Linked DNA regions of Mus musculus: region 1 is linked to region 2. A link is a contact called in public promoter capture Hi-C data. All regions are on one chromosome and are shown on one strand. The core of a region is the stretch at or near the end of the contact, and the rest is flanking DNA. Distances in the headings are between cores, read along the strand shown. Region 1 holds the start of Rbm39 (RNA binding motif protein 39). Region 2 holds the start of Eif6 (eukaryotic translation initiation factor 6).

Region 1 (5,452 bases), core at 1,651-4,150, 350 kb after region 2:
TTTGCTACGTTCTTCATGGCCGTTAGCACTGTTCAACTTGTTCTCATCCTAAGCAAGGTTGATAGAAGAACATCATGAGGACGAAGTGGTAACATTTCAAGTTGTCAAAGGGTAAAGGGAATAGGAATAAGAAAATACAAGACAATTTTAAAACTAATTACTTATTTACTTTAACATGGAAGGCTATAAAATTTAGATGGTATACGTTTAACCACTTTGTTGCTAATAATTAAGTCATCAAGAAACAAAAATTAAAATCTTTCCACATTTAATATGTTATATTTTACTTTCTTACATTGTTTAAGTATTAAATAAGTCATCCGGAATTACAATGTTGAAGTGGTTAAAGATTTCTATGAAACATGAAGTCATTTTGAGTTTTATTCCATGTGCTATTGTCCCTTTTGTCGGTACCATGGCTCTATTTCTGCCTAAGCCCCAAGTGGCCATGCTAGCAGCCAGCCACTATCGATTTCCTGTGACCGATGCCATTCCTGAGATCTTCGCCCATTTCCGTTGGAGGGTTGGGACTGTAAGAGCTTGATGCCACCTCTGTCACACATCTCGCCCTGAAGCAAACAGGGATTCACACTGCTTTAGTAATGTTGACTCCCAAGAACCCAAGAAAAGTTAATTAATAATCCACCAGTCCAGCCTAAACATTTCCTACTTCCATACCTGTTTACATGGAATTATATCCAAGTTAAACTAAGACAAGAAACATTAAAACAGAAAGTATGGCTTCAAGAGTCTAGCATTACAAAATTACACTATTTAAAGCTATCAGAATTCATCCAAAAGGCACCACATGGTCGTGCTACACTCCAAGACAAATGTATTATTTATAAACGGTTTAAGCGCAATGTTTTTATTCCACAGTTTGAACACATCACCAATAGTAGGATCTCTAAGTTACCAGGCTTAAGGTCTGAGACACCAGTGACAATGCATGCATGCACACTGCTATTTTCACCACCAACTGGTCAAAGAATGAAGAGTGCTGACTTTTACTGTGATACCGAAATGGGTCATATTGTATTACTGGCCAAAATACTTCCTTTCTAGTTTTGAGTGTGAAAAGCTATGGCAGGGCCTAATTAAAAATAAACACTATGGAGAGCAGTAAAACAGTCATCAAGTGACTCTAAGCTGTGATACTGTCTCTTGCTTTTTTTCTTTTCTCTCTTCTGTTCTTTTTCTTGGTTTTTTTTCCTCTTTTTTGCCAATTTCTATTCAGGGATCCAAGAATCTTAATAATTATTAACTGAAAAGCAGATCAATACCTGCCTGTATTCAGGTTTACTATCACCAGTCTTATATCTATTTATATAAAATAAAATTTAAATCTCACCCATTTCTTCTTTCAAGACTTCTAAGATTTACTTGCCAGAGACTGGTTGTAATTTATTATTCTTGGACCCCTGCAGTTTTCCCAAACCACTACATTCACCTTTTTGCTATACCAAACTGGAGCTGGTAATTCTTAGTTGAGTCATTTTACCTAGGGGACCACGGTACAGCGATAAGTCACTCAATTACTACCTTATGATTGACAGTTCACACTGGAATCAAAGGTGAATTCATGGGAGTAGAGGTGAGATATCGTTAGGCAAGTCTACAAAGAGAGATAGATGGGCATTTATTCATCACGCTGAAGTGAAACTACTGCACAATATTATTACATCAATAGCATATATTTACTTTTGTAAGTTACACGTATTGCATCTCTGATAAGGTAATCAAGAGGGCTCCGGGAAGGTTAGTTTACATTTCAGCAGTAGTTTCGTGAATAATGCTAAATTAAGAAATATATTAAAGCTCACTAGCGTGTTTTCTCACCTTCTTGTAAGGGGCCTCAAGCATGGCTTCAATATCAATATCGTCTGCCATTTTCTCTACTCGCCTGGGGAAGAACAAGACAGTCCTGTAAGTACACCTGCAATTCTGCTAAATAATAAAATAAGATAAAATGTCCCCTTGATCTCCCATCCTCAAAGCCTGAGAAAACTCCTTTGAAAGCGCTACGATGGCTAAAATTGTGCGACGCCCATCAGACAAGGCTGCCTTGGGTACGCCAAGTGTCACGTTCCTTGTACCTAAGACAGGAGCAGGACTCCAGGTCGAATTTCAAAAGCCCGCCCGCGAGCGGCTAAAAGCGCCCCCAGGAAGGATGCAGCGGAGCGCTTCCTCACCGCACAAAACCCGCGCTGCCATTTTAGCGGCGGAGGGAGACTCCCTCCGCTGGGAGGGGTTGTGTACCACGGCGGCGTTCCACGGGCGCCATGTTGGGAGGTCGCGACCAGCCCCGGCCCTCGGAAGGACAGATCTTTATCTGACCGAGGTCCCCACGGAGGTCCCGGCCGCTACCAAAAAACGCCCACGACGTCCTTGCCCGAGATGAAGGGCACGGCCGAGGAGAGGTGACCCCACCGTACCGGGAAGGCCCCCTCCCCCTCTGCGCGCCGAGCAAAGCGGCGAAAAGCCTCGGCATCGCGGAGCACCCAGCTCGGGCAGGCGACCCACTCCCCGCCGGCCGCGACGCCCCGTACCTGTGCGGGCTTCCGCGCGCCTGTGCTCGCCACGGGAAGTCGGCTGCCGCCGCCGCCGCCGCTGCTGCTGTCGCTACTGTTAAGCCACTAGGCCCAGGCCGCGGTACCGCCCAACCCGAATATCGGGCCCCGAGGGCGTCTAGGCCCAAGCGAATCTAAAAGAAACAATGGGATTAAAGGAGCCCGCGACGGAGAGCAGGGCAGCGGCTTCGGCAGCTCAGGATCCACCCCTGCGACAGCGTCGGCTAGCTCCCTGAAATGGCGGCCGCTGCTCCTCCGTACTCACAGTCACCAACACATACACACACACAAACACCCGGGGTCTCCCGGAGCCGCAAGCACGGGCTCTCGCGAGAAACTGCCCCGGGTTCCAGACTGGAAAGCACGAACTATCGCGAGATCTCTCACCGCGGCTCCCGGCGACCGTGGCCCAATCTCGCGCAATGATTGCGCCACAGATGATCACAGTTTCCCTTCCCCCAATTCCGAAAGGCTTCTCGGACTCCCCCGCCAGAGCTGCACCCAAGTCTCGCGAGGGTGCGTCCTCTATCGGGCAAAGACAGTTGGTGCCCTGACTGTCAATCTTTGGGAGGATTCCTTGCTGAGTGGTGCATCGTTGCTGTCATCCTGGCTGGTGTCATCTCCTCGCTGGGTGTGAAGGTTTCCCCTCTCAGAGCCGACCCCCACCCCGGACACCCGCCCTCCCACACAGATGGCTGTCAAGGTCGCCATAAGGCAACCTATTATAATACATATGGCTGTGGGCTAAGACAGTCGTGTCCAGACCCACCAGTGGTGAAAACGCATGCAGACAAGAACGAGCTGTACACAGGGGAATGGGAATAAAAAGTACGATTTTCTTGTCGTTTGGTGTCACCAGTTAGATGTGGGCTCGATAGTGAAGCTTCGCAACACCCTTGGAAACCGGAGGCGGTGGCCGGGCTGGGAAGAAACCGCAGTGTGTAGCTTTCTAACCCCTGAATTTAGTCGGGCTCTGAATCGGGGTGGTTTGTGACTTTAAAAGGTCCCCTCACTTTTCCCTAGGATTTTGACTGTGTGAATTTACCGCTTTTGTTTAATTTTTGTTGGATTTTATTTGGTTTGCTTTTTGTGTATTTGGGAGTGGTTAATTCTGTGGTAGAGAAGCTGAGTGATCATTGGAAGGTTTTTTTTTTCTCCCACTTTTACATAATAGAAAACGTTTTGAAATAAAATATCAAACCAGTCTGGAAACCTATCAGCAGCTTAATAATTGAGGGTATAAAAGGTCCAAAATGTCACACCTTGCTTGGTGTAGCCACTCCAACAATGTGACCTTGAGCAAGTAAATTAAGCTCTCCATATATTCCGATTCCTCCTCAAGGGGGGAATATTATAATTAGTAGCAAGGATAAGCTTGACACTAGCCAAGACTGCAAATATTCACTAATTCCCAAGTTTAGCAGGGGATGTATGTCCAGGTGGACTCTCCCTGAAAGCTCGTGAGGAGTAGGAAGAGCATGTGGAATGATGACAGGAAACTTCTTGGGGCTGGCAATGTAATACAGTTGGCAGGTGACTTTTCTAGCATGCCTGGTAGAGCTTGTCTATAGTTATGCACTCAGAAAACAGAAGCAGGGGGATTTCTGTGAATTTGAGGTCAGCCTTATGAGTTCCAAAAAATTTAGCTGATCTGGCTTTCTCTCTCAGATGTGGCACACTGCATGAAATCACTGATAGTTTCCTGCTGAAAGATTAGGCTTTCCAACTTCCCTTGTGGACTACTGAAACTTCTCTGCTCCTATAAGGGGCTACAACCTGTCTTCCTCTATAGGAATGTTAACCATAGGGTGAGTGGTGACAGGGATGCCCCTTCACCCTGAATAAGCAGTGGTCTTGCCTAACTAAGGTCAGACCAAGCCCCTCTCTGTCTTCTATCTCTCTACAGGAGCCCTTAATTAATAGTCCTGTCCTGGGCTGCCAAGTCAAGGACAACGCGTGCCACACAGTAAAAGGCTATGAAAAAGGTAGAAGGGGGACTGGAGAGAAAGGAGTAAGAGCACTGATTTGATTCCCAATACTCACTGGCTGCACACAACTACATTAAGCAGATCTGGTGATGCCTTCTGGTCTCCACAGGCATCAGGTATGCAGGTGGTGCACAGACTACATGCAAGCCAAACACATGCATGTTAAATGTGTATGTGTATGTTAAACAATTTGTTCTTGAAAAGCTAGACTGGGGACTGAAGAGAGAACTCAGCAGTGAGAGGCACTGGCTGCTCTTTTAGAGAGCCAGGGTTCAATTCTCATCACCCAGTGATGGTCCACAATTGTAACTCTAATTCCAAAGGATCCTACACCTTCAAGACACAGACATACATGCAAGCAAAACGTCAATGCATATGAAATAAAAGTAAATCATTAAAATGTTAGTAATAATAAAGTTGAGACTTAGGCCAGGCATGGTGACATATGCTTTAATCCCAGCACTTGGGGACAGAGGCAGGCAGAGCTCTGGGTTGAGACCAGTCTGATCTACAGAGGGAGTTCCAAGACAGCCAGGTCTTACTCAAAAGATGGAAAAGTTATGGCTGGGTGGTGGCAGATCTCTGAGTTCAAGGATAGCTGGTCTATAGAGTTGATACAAAGCTCTAGGTTTAATATTAGCACCTACTAAAGCCAGACTCCAAGGTGCAAGCCTGGATCCAAATGTTCTAGAAATAGGAGGATCAGGAGTTCAAGGTCACCTGACTGACATACTTTGATACTAGCCTGGGCTATTGAGCTGGGTAAGACCCTGTCTCAAACAAAGGACAAAAATGAGGGTGGTAGTAGAAGAGAAATCAAGGGCCAAGGCACATGATGACTGAAAGTCCCTTAAATTGTTGTACGAAGTTCAAAGATGATGGTGGATACCTTTA
Region 2 (5,020 bases), core at 67-2,566:
GAGTTCCAGGACAGCCAGGGCCATACAGAGAAACCCTGTCTCGAAAAAAACAAAAAAAAAACAAACAAAAAAAGAAATTGTAAGAATTAAATGCAGCTGAACAGGGTGACCTGGGACCTTAGTTATTTCCTGAGGGAGAAACTGATGCTCAAAAACAAGAAGCAACTTGTTCATATTCAGAGGCAGGAGAGAGATGCAAATCCTCTCCTCCGCCCTTAGGTGTGGGACTCTGTAAGTCACATAGTTCCGAGCGACAACCCATGCTTTCCAGTATCCCTGTGAAGGAAAAACGAGACCAAGAATGATAGCCAGCACTTAATGGTATTTCGCTCCGGCTACTCTCAAGTCTGAGAGACAGTGTTCTTGATCTGCAGTTCGAGTCCCACACACCCGTCAGATTCCAAAGTCCACTGGGCCCGAAAGCCTGGGAATCCCCCGATCACTGGGGGTAAGCTCCAGGAAACTAATGACTCAGAGTGCTTCGCTGTGTCCCTCGGCGTCTTCCACCCGCCTTACCCACACACATGCGCCCGATGATTCGGCAGCCGGCGATGGATGCGTGCACCACGGGAATGGCATCGGAGAGCTCACCCTCGAACACACTGTAGAAACACGGATTCGCTGCTTACTGGGGTGGGTCGCTCTTTTCAGACCTCTCGCTCTCCGCCTCCCTTCCCTTCCCGCCCCGGCGGCTCGGGACCAGAAGCTCTCGCCTCACCTATAGAAGTTCTCTGAGCCTCCGATGGCCACCAGGCAGTAGGCGTTTGTGAGTTTGGCAAAACAACCGACCTCACAGTTGTTCTCGAACGACGCTCTGACCGCCATGAGAGAGGCTGGGGGGCAGCACGACTGCGGGTTCTGGGCCGACAGATCCACTCCGGAGCCGGGTCAACCAGCCTCGCCTCCTCAAACCCCGCCCTCTCGGGCCCCTCAGATGCCCGGGCGTGCGGACGGATCCCTCCTGGCTCTCCTGCCCCAAGTCCTCTCGCCCTGCGACCCGGAACTGACTTTTGCCGCCCAGAGTCCCAACAGCTCACCAAGCGACTCCAATGTCTACACGCTGCAACAACTTCTCCCGTAACTAGCTTTCCGTTTCCGCCTCCTCCCAGGCCCGCTTCCGGGAGCGCGCAGGAGCCGGGCGGAGCTGCTGGTCACTCTAGCCCCACCCTTTGGGAGGACTCGATGGTTACTAGGTGACTCCGCCCGACCCCGCCTCCTGCACGTTTTCTTGCTTTAGGTTTTTGGCTTCACCTCCTAGTGGGTCTTTTTAGAAGGAATAATCAATCAAACCTGAGGCTGGGCAAATGAAAAGATGAGGAAATGAGGAACCGGTGTTGTCTGGTTGGAGCTGGATTGATTGGAGGGCTTTATTTACCGAGTAAGGACGGGAAAAGGGCGGATTTGAGAAAGAGGATAATCACACCCCGGCCACGCGGACGGAAGTGGGAATCTGGACCAGTGGCAAGGGTCAAGGGTTGAAGATTGAAATTTGGCATAGAGATCAACCAAGAGACCAGGATAAAGTGGTTGGAGGAGGCATAAGAACCATAGGCTGAAGAAGACAATGGAGACGGGGAAATGTGTTACGGAGAGATTGGAGGAGAAAGGGTTCTAGGGTAAGCAAAGATCTGAGAGCTGACTTGCTTCCTTGATGTGTTTATCACGCAGTTTATCACCCCATCAGCAGCCCTGGGGATAGTGGTATGGCCCATTTTCATAGAATAAACTTGTCTCAACTAGTGTAGAATATACAAAAGTCCCCAGGGTGTCTCAGAATGCCACAGTGGAAGGTAAAAGGAGCAGAGAATCACTTACCGCAGACTGTCTTATGCCATTCATTCTTCTCCAAGAAGATCTGATCTGAAAGGGGCATAAATGGCGCGGCGCCCTTTCCCCAGCCCCATCATACAGTCCCATAACCGAGAACACATCAGATTGCTACGGGGTCTAGCCACAATTGCCTTTATTGATTAGTACCATGCACAGTCTCCTGCAGGTGCTAAGTTCAGGAGAAAGACCCATGACCAGCTGCAGCCCGAGCTTCCAGAGACATTCAGCAAGGTGGTCTGTGTGTTTGTGTCTAAGTGTTCAACTACGTGCTCTGCTTATCTCCCCCAGCTCACCCCAGATCCGCTCATTGAGCCCCACACCACTCTCTGGCTTACTCTACCAAGAACTCTTAACTCTCCTCCACCTGGCTCTCCCCCTGTCCTTCAAGACCAGCCTCCAAGTCAGCCTCTCTCTGATAAGCTTTGTCGATCGCTCTACTATCTCCATGACCCTCTGTCCCTAATACAGTTTTCATCTAATACATCTGTCTTGTTCTCTGAGGTTTGTGCTTTTAAGCTTCAGCCCTCAGAATCTGCATCTAAGTAGCCTTTCGGCTCTAGGGAATGTTCAGGGTGAGGTTGTGAGCACAGCTTGGTGCAGAGTTAGGATGAAGAGTCATATGTGTATTTATAGTTTCTGAGTCTCAGGGGGGCTCTGCAGTGTGTACTAGAAGCTTGAATTTTCTGTGGCCATTCATTTAGGCAGACCATATTGATTATGTACCTGCAACAGAAGTTTTATTTTTGAGTTAATCAGAGAGCTCTGTATACTCGCTCTATGCATCTATGGGTGTACCTAGTCATTGTTCTCTGTGTACTGTACGGGCATCTGAAACATCCTTGTAGTGTCCATGTTTTATGTACATAGAAACACAGGAACTGCAGATTCTATGTGTTGTGTCTGGGCAAACAAAATTCAGATTTAGAGCCAGAGGACAATGGACTGGCAGAATTCCCTAACCTGTCACTTGATTGGATCTTCCTCCAAATTAACCATCCAAGCTCTGGACTTCAGTGCCCATTCTTATAAAATGGGAAGAATATCAATCGTCTGTTCTCTTTGGCCTCTGTGACAGAAGCAAGATGTCAAAAATGAGCATCATCCTTTGGAAGGCATCACAATAAGGCACAAACCTCGGCGCTGCCTCTGTGGCTCTAAGGCGACCACCTTCAGAAGTTGACCTGTGGAGAATGTGGCTGTCCTACCAAGTGTAAGAGGAAGTATAACGGGAGCGCCAAGGCCAAGAGACCAAACACTACTGGGGACTGGGCGGTCAGGAACATAAATTTGTCTGTCACAGATTCAGACTCGGATTCTGTGATGGAGCATCCCCAAACAGGGCAGCCACTGCAGCAGTCTGTTCATCTTGAGGATTTTCTACCAGTCTAGTTGCAAAGGCTTTTGAAAAATGGGAAGAATAATACTTGATACATCTATATACCAACAAGAGGTTCTATCTAGAGAAGATGGAGAATGACAATAACTGGTGTGACGTGTCCAACCCCAAACATACAGGAAACACTCAGTAACTGTGGTGTGTTCAGGTGTGTGTGTGTGTGTGTGTGTGTGTGTGTGTGTGTGTGTGTGTGTAAAAGAGTCTTGAGACCAGGAAGTTTTTGGCCTGGGCTGCTAGATGGCCCCCTTCTTTATGCAGCACCCCAGCTTCATACTCTCACACTCCAGACTTGAACCTGAGCATGTCGTCTCTGGATGGAGGGAGGATCTGTCCCTGCAAGGGGCAGGGCTAGGACTCAAAGCGACTTCGGAGCTGCTTGAATTTGGACTTGTTGTATTTAGTGATGAGGTCCAGTTTGCTGTGGCCCAAGGTCAGCCGTTTCTCAGGTGCAAACAGGTCATTGCTACTACCATTCTGATGGCCACTCACGGGAGCCCCTGGGATGCCCGGCTCAGGTTTCTGCCTGGCACCCTGCAGCTGATGATACTTGGTGATGAGGTCCAGTTTGCTGTGGCCCAGGGTCAGTCGCTTCTCATCTGCAGAGCCTACTCCAGCCATGCGAACTGGGCTTGGTTCTGGGGGACAACTGGGTCCAGGTCCCTCACTCCTGAATGGGCCAAACTTGGTAATGAGGTCCAATTGACTGTGACCTAGGGTCTGCCGTCGGTCATCTAGACTTGGCTTGCTGGGCCCGGCAGAAGAATAGGCATCGGAGGGTATCTTAGGAGCCTGGGGCTTGGGGTTCTGTGGCAGGAGGTCCAGTTGGCCATGGTTATGGTTTAGGGACAGCTTCCTGTTCTCTAGACTCAGCTCACCAGGTCTGAGGGAACCTGACTCAAGAACACCCTGACCCTGGGACAGGAGATCCAGCTGACTGTGGCTGTGACTCAGGGACAATCTCCTGTCATCTAGAGCCAGCTCACGGTGCTGAAGGGAACTTGAATCGGGGGTGACCCTAGAGTTGGGACCTCCTGCTTCTCCCGCTTTAGAGAAGGGGCTGAGGCGATCCAGGTGGTCATGGCTTTGGCTCAGGGATACTTTCTTCTCTTCCACTGTCTCCAGAGCTGTGCCAGGTACCCAACGGCCGCGTGGAAGGCTAGGGTCTTGGCTTGCTGGGAGCCCATTCTCTGGAAGCCGGGACAGTGCTGGGACCCCCCTAGTAAAGTGGAGGAGAGGGCGGGAACTTGGGAGCAGAGGTGACCCCACTGCCAGGGTCAAAGGACTGGTACTGCTGTGGTTGAGGGCGGGAGAGGACTGGGACCATGGCGATGCGCCCAGCTTGCTCAGGTTGGCCCTATAGGGTCCAGGAGGGGAGATATGGTTGGGATCTGAAAGTTGACGATACAGGGATGGCTGGCCACCAGCTTCATGGTAGGCAGGACCTGGGGATGAGGACCCCATACCCATGTCATTGCGGCCACCACCTCCGGGTAGAGCAAGATAGGAAGACCGGGCCAGAAGAGGGGAGTGCTTGATGCTGCTGAGGCTGTTACTGGAAGGTGAGGAGCCTGTGGCGCTTGGAACTGCAGGTCCAAAGGCCAGAGTCACAGGGGGAGGGCGAGGGACCTGGGGCATCAGTGGATCCTCATTGCTACAGAAGCCCTCCACAGGCTGTGACTCCGCATACAGACATCGGAACTCCCGATCAAAGTCTTCCACAATGTGGCCCCTCAGCTGCAGTACCATGCTGGTGTGGGCCTGGCTGCATAGCCAAGTGAAGCTGGGGGGGGGGGG

What was found. Promoter capture Hi-C pulls out the DNA fragments that hold promoters and counts their contacts.
Region 1: a promoter capture Hi-C map of pre-B cells shows a contact between it and region 2, with 2.4 times the contacts expected there. The contact joins the promoter of Rbm39 here to the promoter of Eif6 in region 2. A contact is called at or near these places in 8 of 39 promoter capture datasets (the C10 cell line, erythroid cells, hematopoietic stem and progenitor cells and 5 more), 3 of 484 Hi-C or Micro-C datasets (embryonic stem cells and natural killer cells), 7 of 115 datasets of contacts at active chromatin or transcription factors (the SCID.adh cell line, effector CD8 T cells, embryonic hindbrain and 4 more) and 2 of 9 other capture datasets (liver and macrophages).

Annotation. Positions count from the first base shown.
Region 1 is chr2:156,177,338-156,182,789 of GRCm38.p6, forward strand. It overlaps Rbm39 (RNA binding motif protein 39), which reads right to left and starts at 2,901. Exons shown (of 17, transcript NM_001291114.1): 1 at 2,550-2,901; 2 at 1,840-1,903; 3 at 1-48. The coding sequence starts at 1,890.
Region 2 is chr2:155,825,609-155,830,628 of GRCm38.p6, forward strand. Eif6 (eukaryotic translation initiation factor 6) reads right to left here and starts at 1,317. Exons shown (of 6, transcript NM_010579.2): 1 at 719-1,317; 2 at 517-602. The coding sequence starts at 825. It overlaps Fam83c (family with sequence similarity 83, member C), which reads right to left. Exons shown (of 4, transcript NM_027788.3): 4 at 3,575-5,006. The coding sequence ends at 3,575.